Linked DNA regions of Mus musculus: region 1 is linked to region 2. Evidence: chromatin contacts called from public Hi-C data. All regions are on one chromosome and are shown on one strand. The core of a region is the stretch at or near the end of the contact, and the rest is flanking DNA. Distances in the headings are between cores, read along the strand shown. Region 1 has its middle 15 kb from the start of Lincmd1. Region 2 holds the start of Pkhd1 (polycystic kidney and hepatic disease 1).

What was found. A called contact is a pair of places that touch in the nucleus more often than the background predicts.
Region 1: a contact with region 2 is called in a Hi-C map of liver, with 2.3 times the contacts expected there. The contact joins the enhancer-like site here to the promoter of Pkhd1 in region 2. A contact is called at or near these places in 10 of 39 promoter capture datasets (cranial neural crest, embryonic stem cells, liver and 4 more), 5 of 484 Hi-C or Micro-C datasets (liver, muscle stem cells, myocytes and 1 more) and 1 of 115 datasets of contacts at active chromatin or transcription factors (embryonic stem cells).

What each region holds. Positions count from the first base shown.
Region 1 is chr1:20,652,259-20,657,164 of GRCm38.p6, forward strand. No RefSeq gene overlaps it. Among named protein-coding and RNA genes, the nearest start is that of Lincmd1, 15 kb to the right of the region's middle. Within about 2 kb of position 3,058, at least 6 of the 459 cell types and tissues checked have an H3K27ac peak or open chromatin away from gene starts, as enhancers often do. A contact at or near this core is called in liver, muscle stem cells and myocytes, where this site is marked.
Region 2 is chr1:20,615,595-20,619,895 of GRCm38.p6, forward strand. Pkhd1 (polycystic kidney and hepatic disease 1) reads right to left here and starts at 2,463. Exons shown (of 67, transcript NM_153179.3): 1 at 2,317-2,463.

The DNA of each region.
Region 1 (4,906 bases), core at 1,808-4,307, 37 kb after region 2:
TTGTAATTTCATTTAATAACTTATCATGTTGAAGGAACATTCCATATAACTATATCATAGATAATTACCCTTGGTTAGCACGCACTCAGCTAAAACTTTTCTCCCAACGTATACTTTGTCTTTCAAGGTCCTCCTTATATTTTCCTTCAATACAAAAGAACTGTTTTCCCTCTCCCTTTATTTAACATTAAGGCTATAACAACTAAATGTGAGCTTTTTCAAAGTACATTCTGATTGTTGTGTTGGAGTTGAAATTTCACTAGATTTCATTCTTAATTCTTTTCCTGGGCTCAGGTCAATTCTCCACAGAAGTTTACAGAAGTTTACAGGATCTTGATTACATCTGGATAATTTCACACTCCTACTGGGACATTCTTTTGGAAGAATTCCCAGGTTGCCATTGTCCTCCTGGGTAGTGTGAGTCCTCTCCAGTGTTCCACTGGCACAAGGCAGACCTGTCTTAAGTTCTCTGGGAAACTGTGAACTTCCAGAAGATGGAAATCTGGTCTTTGAGTTACTTCTGCATCTCCACCTTCTAGCAACTGAGTCTAGGCCAGATGTGGATAGTGTCCAATGAACTTGTGTCAAATGAAAGGGTGACAAAGCAGCCTTTTCTTGTTTTTCCCTGTTCCTCAATTCTATACCATCCTGAGACTCACACATCAGTTTAGTCCAAGGTGGCCCAATTATTGTTCCCTGTGGAACGATGGATCATCACATCTTTTAACCCATAAAACACCTAAAAGTGGCATCCATGCTCCCTAAAGCCTCAAAATCGAATGTGGAAGACATAGGAAAGTTCTCATGCAGGGCTGTTCAAGTATCCAGTAACAAAAATCCAGATAGATGATAAAGTAATGTCTTATTCTCTTCATTTAGAACTTGGAAGGTGATTATGTTGGGAGGGGTGCATGTATGGAATATAAAGAGCTATCCTAAGGCAGGAAGAAGTAATGTTATCACTTGGAAATGGAGCTTCTCTAATGTAGTTGATGTCTTTCTACTGTTAAATTCTCCAGTGGTAACAGGAAGAGACAGACCAGGACAAGAGGCAGCAATGGAGAATGGGGAAAAACTGCAGCTTGAATACCAAGGCAACATCCTTTTGTTTTATAAAGTTAAATGTCATTGAGACATGTCTATTGGCTATGTAACCACTGCCCAGAGCACCCAAGCTTCTCAGTGCTAGGCATGTGTCATGACAGCAGAGTCATCCATTAAACAACCACTCCTCTAATCATGTATACTATATCAGTAACAGAAAAATAGTCTATTTTTTCCATTATCCTTGAGACACAATTAGATCTTAGGCAGTTACTCTCCAGTGTCTGTAAAAGAACATAACCTATAGGTAACAGTCCTCTAGTGCCATTCATTTGTCCACCTATAGTGTAAAGCCTCGCCATGCTCTGTTATTTATTAGCCTGAAAGAGACTCCTTCCCGACACCTAGCAGTCTGGGAAAAGGAAGATTTACTCCAAGGCTCAGCTAGGATACTCTATGCTGTGAGGGGGGCACCCTTAGACATTTTCCTCCATTCCCAAGCCCTTCTCACTGCTTCTCCTACAGAACACAGGCAGGAAAACTAATGTTCACTTTCTTCTTTTGGTGCTCTTGTTAATTTCACACTTAACCAAAATTCCAAAACATTCCCACAGCGAGGTTCCTACTAGTTAATAATTGCCTTATCATAAAAGGTCAGACAGGGAGCCTGCCTCCAAACCACAGTGATGGAGTCCATTGTGAACATCGACGTGTTCTAAGGATCCACTTCAAGGCCAGCCTTGTAGCTGGCTCATGTTCAAAAAGCCTATGACCCACACCAGTGTCTGGGTTCCCTAACTTTATGTACCCAGTTCTTCTCTGAACACTTCCTTTCAAGACATAAATGGTGATAGCATTCTTTCCTGAAGCTGGAACTGAAACTCCCTCTCACAGAGAAAACTGGCATGTTTGAGATAACCCATCTAATAGATTCTGCCAAGAGAAACACAGGACAGGTCACAGCATAAAGGCCTCTGTGCTTTGCAGGGAATTTCTCTCCATTAACAAGTTTTTGTTTTAAACATTAACTAGAAAGTTTTCCAGTCTTGCTCTTGAAGGTCAGGGCCAAGCTGGGGAGACAGGTGGGAGGGAGAGCCACTTGCTGCTGGTGTAGAGGGTTAGGCTGCCTGCACGCAGCATTTTCCTACCACACTTGTGAAGAGCAACATTTCCCTCCTTTGGATTACCCCAAAGTGGACTGTGGGGGGGGGTCTGTTTCAACTATTCCATCAGATGTTCTTTAGAATAGACAGACTTGGTTGTTGCTTTGGGAGGGGGAAGAAAATCAAATATTAAACACACTTGGTTCACCCCAGAGGAAGAAGAGACAGAAAGGGTGTAAGAGTCAGAGGAAATAAAGGCCACCAAGAAAACAAGGCCTTCGAAATCAACATGAACAAAGCTCATAGGAACTCACAGACTCTGTGGCAGCATGCACAGGGCTTGCACCAGGCTGCACCATGCTCTCTGCATGTCGATCATGGCTTCCAGTTTACTGTTTTTATGGAATTCCTGACTGTGAACAAGTGGGTCTCTGATTCTTGTGCCTTTTCTTGGGCTCTTTCCCTTCCTTTGGTTTGTCTTGTCCAATTTTTGATGTGATGGTTTTTGTTTTATCTTTTTATACCACTTTTATATTTTACTATTATCTCTTAGAAGCCTGTTCTTTTCTAATTAGAGACAGAGAGTGAGTGGACCAGGATACAAGGAGAAATGGGAAGGAATGGGGGGTAGAGGGAGGGGAAGCCATAATCAGAGAAAAAAATCTACTTTCAATTAAAAAAAAAAATACTTGGTTCACCCAGAGCCATGGCCAAGATAGAAATCCTAGCTGATGGCTTCTGTAGAGGAGAAGCTAGGGGGTAAGTCTAAAGACAGCTGACAGGAAAAAGAAAGAATGTCACCAGTTGTCGCTCACAAAGAACTAAAGTTTTAATATGTAACCTGAGTTTCTACGGGGCCTCCAGGACATTGGAATGCAGTAGCAAATGTGGTCTCACTACCCTGGGTTACTAACACTTGCTCCTTACTAATGCTCAGCAGAACTTTAGCTCCTGACAATGCCTCCTACATAACTCAACGTTTCTAAGGAGTCCTCAGGAAGGCGTTCATATCATTACAGATAAACGTACCAGCTGCCAATGGCATCTCACATCCTACTGACATGAGTTCTACTGAGTGGGTAATGGATGCAAAAACCACTTTCACTCTTTGGCCAAACCACTATATACAAACGTGTGTGTGTGTGTGTGTGTGTGTGTGTGTGTGTGTGTGTGTGTGTGTACTATAAACATATTTATTCTTATATAGTAAGATTCCTGGGTGGGATTAGTAATACTGGAAACTCTCACTCAATTACTAATAAGAAGAATAATTGGGATAATGGATCTAATCTAATGCCATATATAATAAAGTTTGGTTTTAGTTGAACAATATAATAGACTGTCGCCCTATTCCCTAGATTCTCAACACAGTTTGGTTCTATTTTGCCTGCTGCCTTTGTACCTCAGGGCTGTTCTCACTAAAAGGAACTTGGTTTATATGCATGGGAACAACAGCTACATGTAATGGAGTCTAGCCTCTGAAGTTAGAACATTACTTTGTTTTTAATATGAGAGAAGTCAGTGAGGGTGCCACAAAAATAGCCCCTGGATTCCTCAACTGTTCTCTGCCCAGCCTAACCCCAAGCAAGGATCTCTTTCAGTGTTTAGGCTAGATATCTGAGAACTGGAGTAAGCAAATGTGTTCTAAGAGGCATGAGAATATAAAAAGTTATTGGGCGACCACTTCTCATGCCTGTGGATCCCATTACACATAACTTAAATTCACCTCTCACTACCACATAGTCATCAGCCTTTTCTGCCTCTCCATTTGGAGCTCTGTGTATTCCACTTTACACAGATAAGTTTAAATCTATAACCCCTTCCAGTTTGTCTAAGTAATGTGTTTTCTGAAGTAAGAAGAGACCATGACCACCACTAACAACGACGACAGAAACCCGTGTCGGATGCCAAAGAGATGGACAGCTTGAAATTCTGTAGCTAGCACATCTGCTTCATAGAAGACTCCACAAAGCCACAAGAGAGCTCCCTGACTCTCTGGCCTGGAGGTATTTCTGCTACTCCAAAATCTGACCCTAGGCTGGGACTTTAGGCCAAGAGCTAGATATTCTGAATTTAGATATAAAAATGGATAGAAAGTCAAGGAGTAAGGGCAATTTTAATTACTGATCTCACCTCTCTTGTTCCCTGTCATCGAATAAGGTGTAGTTGCTAAGCTGAATCACCAGAGACTAAACACAAATGTTAATATGAAAGCATCTTGTAATGTTTTTCACTTTCCTACATCTAATTTGGAAAGTAAATTAGTAAGTGTTTATTGACAAACACAAAGGGGCCTAACACAAATATAAATAGCTGGACAGTGTTATGGAGTTATCACACTTGTCTTTAGATAATCATTTACAATTTACCAGTGTTTTTATAAAAAAGATGGAGAGGCATATTGTTGTATTGGACTATAGTGTGTTGCTGTATTTTAATAGCTAGAATTCTGTTAGATAAAGAAGGTATCAGTCCTTAAGTACATGACTCATTCACCCAGCAAATATAATTACCTACTAGGTTCCCAGCACTTCTCAAGATATCCAAGATATTTGTAACAAGACAAGAGCGTCTGCTCCCCTCCCTTTAGAATGTATCATCTCTTAATTGAAGATACAGAGGAGATATTGGTTACCTACAAATAACAAAATTTCCCCATGTTTTTAAAATTTGGTTTCAGTGGATCAATAACTCAGGCACAACCTGACTGGATTCTTCACTTCTCAGCTGCTTCCGTTGTTATTCACAGGGTTACAACT
Region 2 (4,301 bases), core at 1,213-3,712:
ACACACACACACACGGCACATGGAGGCCATTACAGAAAGCCACAAATGGTGAAAATGTAGAGAAGAGCTGCCTCAGGGTGCCCAGTCCAAATAGATACATCTACAACAAAACCCCTACCCATAAGTCTCTGAGAACATAAAGAAAGAGGGGGCAAAAAGATTGTAAGGTCCAGAGGACCAGGAAGTCTGCTACAATGTAGCATCATCTAGATATGACAGGAAAGCCACACCTATGAAATCTCAACAATATGGCTGCTTCAAAAAGCCCTGGCCAATGACAACCAGTTGACATGCCAGCATGGATAAAGGAAAGTACATGGGGACCCTCTCCTAGATGAAAAGCTACTGGCAATTAAAAACAGATGACCTCATCATATTGTATTTACATATTTATCCACATATATATGTAACAATAATAATTAATGAATAAGAAGCTGTGTGGGAGGGGCTGGGCTGGAGAGAGTAAGGGAAAAGGAAAGATTTAATTACAATTAAAACAATTAAACAAATATATAATTAAATGATGTAATACTATCTCCTCTAGAGGCACCTACTATCTTTCTAGGCTCAGAAGAGAATCAGCATACAAGAAACATTATAGAAAACCACCGCTCACTCATCTTGTCTCAATAGCTATTTAATGCATGTTTAAACCAATTCACCATTGTGCAAAAAAGGTAATCTTAAGAATAACTTTTAGTTATCTGGGCACTGGTAACCAGTCAGGGTTCCATGTTGCTTTCTCATACCCCAGCTTCCCTTCCTATGATGGTCAGATTTGAACCCTACATGATAGACACATTGTATTTCTTGTTAGCAATCAAGCAAGGCTTCTATCCGCTGATCTCTACCTCGGCCATTAAATCTCTCATGGCTTTATCAGCTTGTTCTCCAGTAAATCTTTCCTCAGTAGTCTCTCTCAAATTTCCCGTTCACACCCTAGGAGCCGAAGCCAGATACTATCTGTGTGCTGTCATGCCAGCCTTGCCTCTAGAGATCACTCTGAAACAGTCCAGAGACCAGTTATCCATTTCCATACAGGTCATAATATAAGGGCCTGATATAGTATTCAAAGACTTAATTCTTTGATACATTTTTAAATACCACACATCTGATTTTACAGATCTAGAATAAATGGCTTTTTCTCCATGCTGAAGGAAACAGAATTCACATAGCCTGGCCCTATGAAGGCTGAGAGTTCCTCTCTAACACCAGGCAGAAGTGAATAGACAAATATTCCTAAAACTCTAGCTCTGAGGGTCTCTGAAAGTTTGAAAACCGTAATGAATAAGTCCATATCATTACATATACGTTAATGTAAATTTCTACAAAAACACTCAATGTGGTAGCAGTTACAACCGTTTCAGAACGCCCCAGTAGTTTCACGACAAGAATGTCTAGCAATGTCTGCCTGCCCAATTGTAGTGAATTTATCATACAGGTGTGTCCTGTTTAAGATGGCCCAAAAGAGATAATAACTTCTATTTAGTTCAGGACTGGGAAAGTTTATTACATACCCAATAGATGCTGAACATTGTACTGGAAGCCAGGGGAAATAAAAGTCTGTCCTTAGTCCCCAGCAAAGAGGAGGCGTGGAGTCTTTTGAGGTTTGAAAGGAGTGTTGATGTTACCAGGTGTCCTTTTACCTTGTAAAATTTCCTACACCCTTCAGTCTATTTGTAATTGAATTCAATTTACAAACATCCAGCGTTCAAAAGTGCATGTCCTACAAAAGCACAACAGGAGCGAGGATTCCATACCTAGCCCAAAGGCACGGGACCCAGCTTGCATGTTCTGCCAGGTGTGCAGGCCAATCTGGGCATACTATTTTATAATAATTCATCTTAATGTCCGGCCCCATGCTTAGAGCAAGCATAATAACACCCCACTTAGAACAACAGAAATAAGCACCCCACAATGAGCTCCAATAAACTTGAAGTTCAGAAATACCTATTTTTTTTCCTCCAAAACAAAACAGTCATATGAACCATAAATGTCACTTTGCTGGGTGGGGATTCATTCAAGTCTGCTCATCCTTCCTGGTGATCAACACAGTGTCCAGTTTCTTTTAAGGGGAATGTTTCAGCCACAGAGACGTGCACTGTGCATTGAGTTTAGTCCTCTTCCTGTCTGCGTTCTCTTTCTTCTGCCCCTCCCGCATCCCTCTTCTCTCAGCATCCCCTCCTCTGGGAGCCTAAAAGACAAGTTTCCGTGCTCTTACTGTGGACCTCCCACTCCCACTTCCTTTTGCTTACTGCAATGACAGTGGGAGATGCAGCGCTAGAAAAGGAAGTCTTTTTCTGAATCAAACAGTACCTGATGCTGTGTCAGCCTTGTGCCTCAAATGAGAGAAACCGTCCCCTTCTAAACGAAGCCGCGTTATTCGGTGACAGGCCAGCCTGCAGCTAGCTAGCTAGCTAGCTAAGATGCAGGTAGCTCACTTCCTGTTGGACTGGAACTCACCTAACTCGCTTGTGTCCTGGCTAAACGTGCACCAGAGTGAAAGTTCACAAATGACCACAGGGCAAGTTTAATAATTAACGCGAGCCACTTAGAGACCCAAAGAAAGGGCTGCTTACATTTTTCTCCACTTACTGCATGTGTCTCAGACAAGAATTAAAAAAAAAAAAAGAAAAGAAAAGAAAAAAATAGTCTAGCCAGTGTGACCAGTGGGCACTCAGTAACTGAAAGGAGGTGCCAGAAAGACAGCCAGTGAGCAGAGACCCCAGCAGGAACTTACATGCTCCATGAGTGCTCTCTGCCTGATCCTGCACCCTATGCTATGGGCTTTCAGTGGTGGTCCACTACACTTGATGTCTTATTGGTTTCAAAAATATGGCACAGCCTGGGGTTCAAAGGTCACTAGAGTAGATCATTTCCTTCATGGAATACTGTTGCTGTCTTGTGCTTGCTTTTTCTGCAGGTTCAGATATATTTCCTTTGTGTGCATCTTCAGGCCAAGGCTACTAACAGCTTATACTATTGCTAGCTTGCAAGTTTTTAATACCACCCCTTTATGCCTTTTCTAAATCTTGGCTGCCCTTCTAGAACTAATCCCTTTAATAATTTTTTATCTCAAATATGCCTTCTATTTCCTATTAGGACTCTAAGGTTATATATACTCTGAGAGATAACTAAGTTCCCGTATTGGCAATATACAGTTCACAGTCATCAAAACTCGAGTGTACCTTGCTAAATGATTCAGCAGGGTTGAGCTGCTCAATAGTGTCTGACGTATATAAGCTATTCCCAGAACTCTGTGTACATCACGTAGGGGAAAAATACTATGTTTATTCTTCTATAAACCCAAATAGATTGCACTGTGCTTTCTATAGAGTAGACTCATCCATAACGTGGATTATATTAGGGATATATTTGAAATAGACCTAGGCAATGAAAGCAAAGTATTGAAACTGAGAATGCCTGGGGCCTCTTTTGGTTTGGGCTTTTCCCCTTTCCTTACTTTGAAAAAAAATTATTATATTGTCTACAACTTATATCCATATTTCTGAAAGAAAGAGGGCAGATCACCAGGTGGACAGGACAGCAGCATGACTTTCCACTGAAGAACTTCATTAGGCGATTAGAGCAAGCTTTTGTCTTCCAGGGTCAACTCTTGAGATGCTTCACCTCACATTGCACTGCCAGAACCTCCCTGGAGAAAAAGCCCCCCTTTTCCTCTCTGGGATTCCTCTCTTGTCTTGCTTGCTTTTCTTCAGCCCTCTTCTCTTCATGAAGATACAAAGGAAAGGAAAGCAAATCCCTCTGGGTGTGATTTCCCATCATCATACCCAGAATCATACATCATACATCAGAATCATGGGCTCAGATTTTGAGGCAGCTTGACTCCACCCAGGGCCTAACCTAAGGGTAAAACATTAATGTGAGACTTTCATTAACAGACTTTCTTTCCTGCCAAGGGCCATACAGAGGGAATGACAACTGGCTTTGGAACTCATGGAATGCAGCCCACTGGCTAGCACAGGCACACGGGTGAGCCACGGTTGAAGCATGACCCCAAGGACCACGTGTCCTGAGGACTTCACACTGCTATGGAGTTCTGCTCTGCTTGCTGCCCTCACACCCCTGTTAATCTGAGAATTGTATGAAAACTCTAAGGGGGCTTCCAGCCCCTAACTGGGCAGCATCTCTGGCATTCACAGTAATAGTGCTTGATCTCTTTCAGTCATTGCTGCTGGAGCAGATTAATGATTCAATCACCACCCTAGAGAAGAACTGAGAGATATAGATCATCAACAATGACCACCACCCTTAGAAAGCATTTGGAAAAATAAACTTGT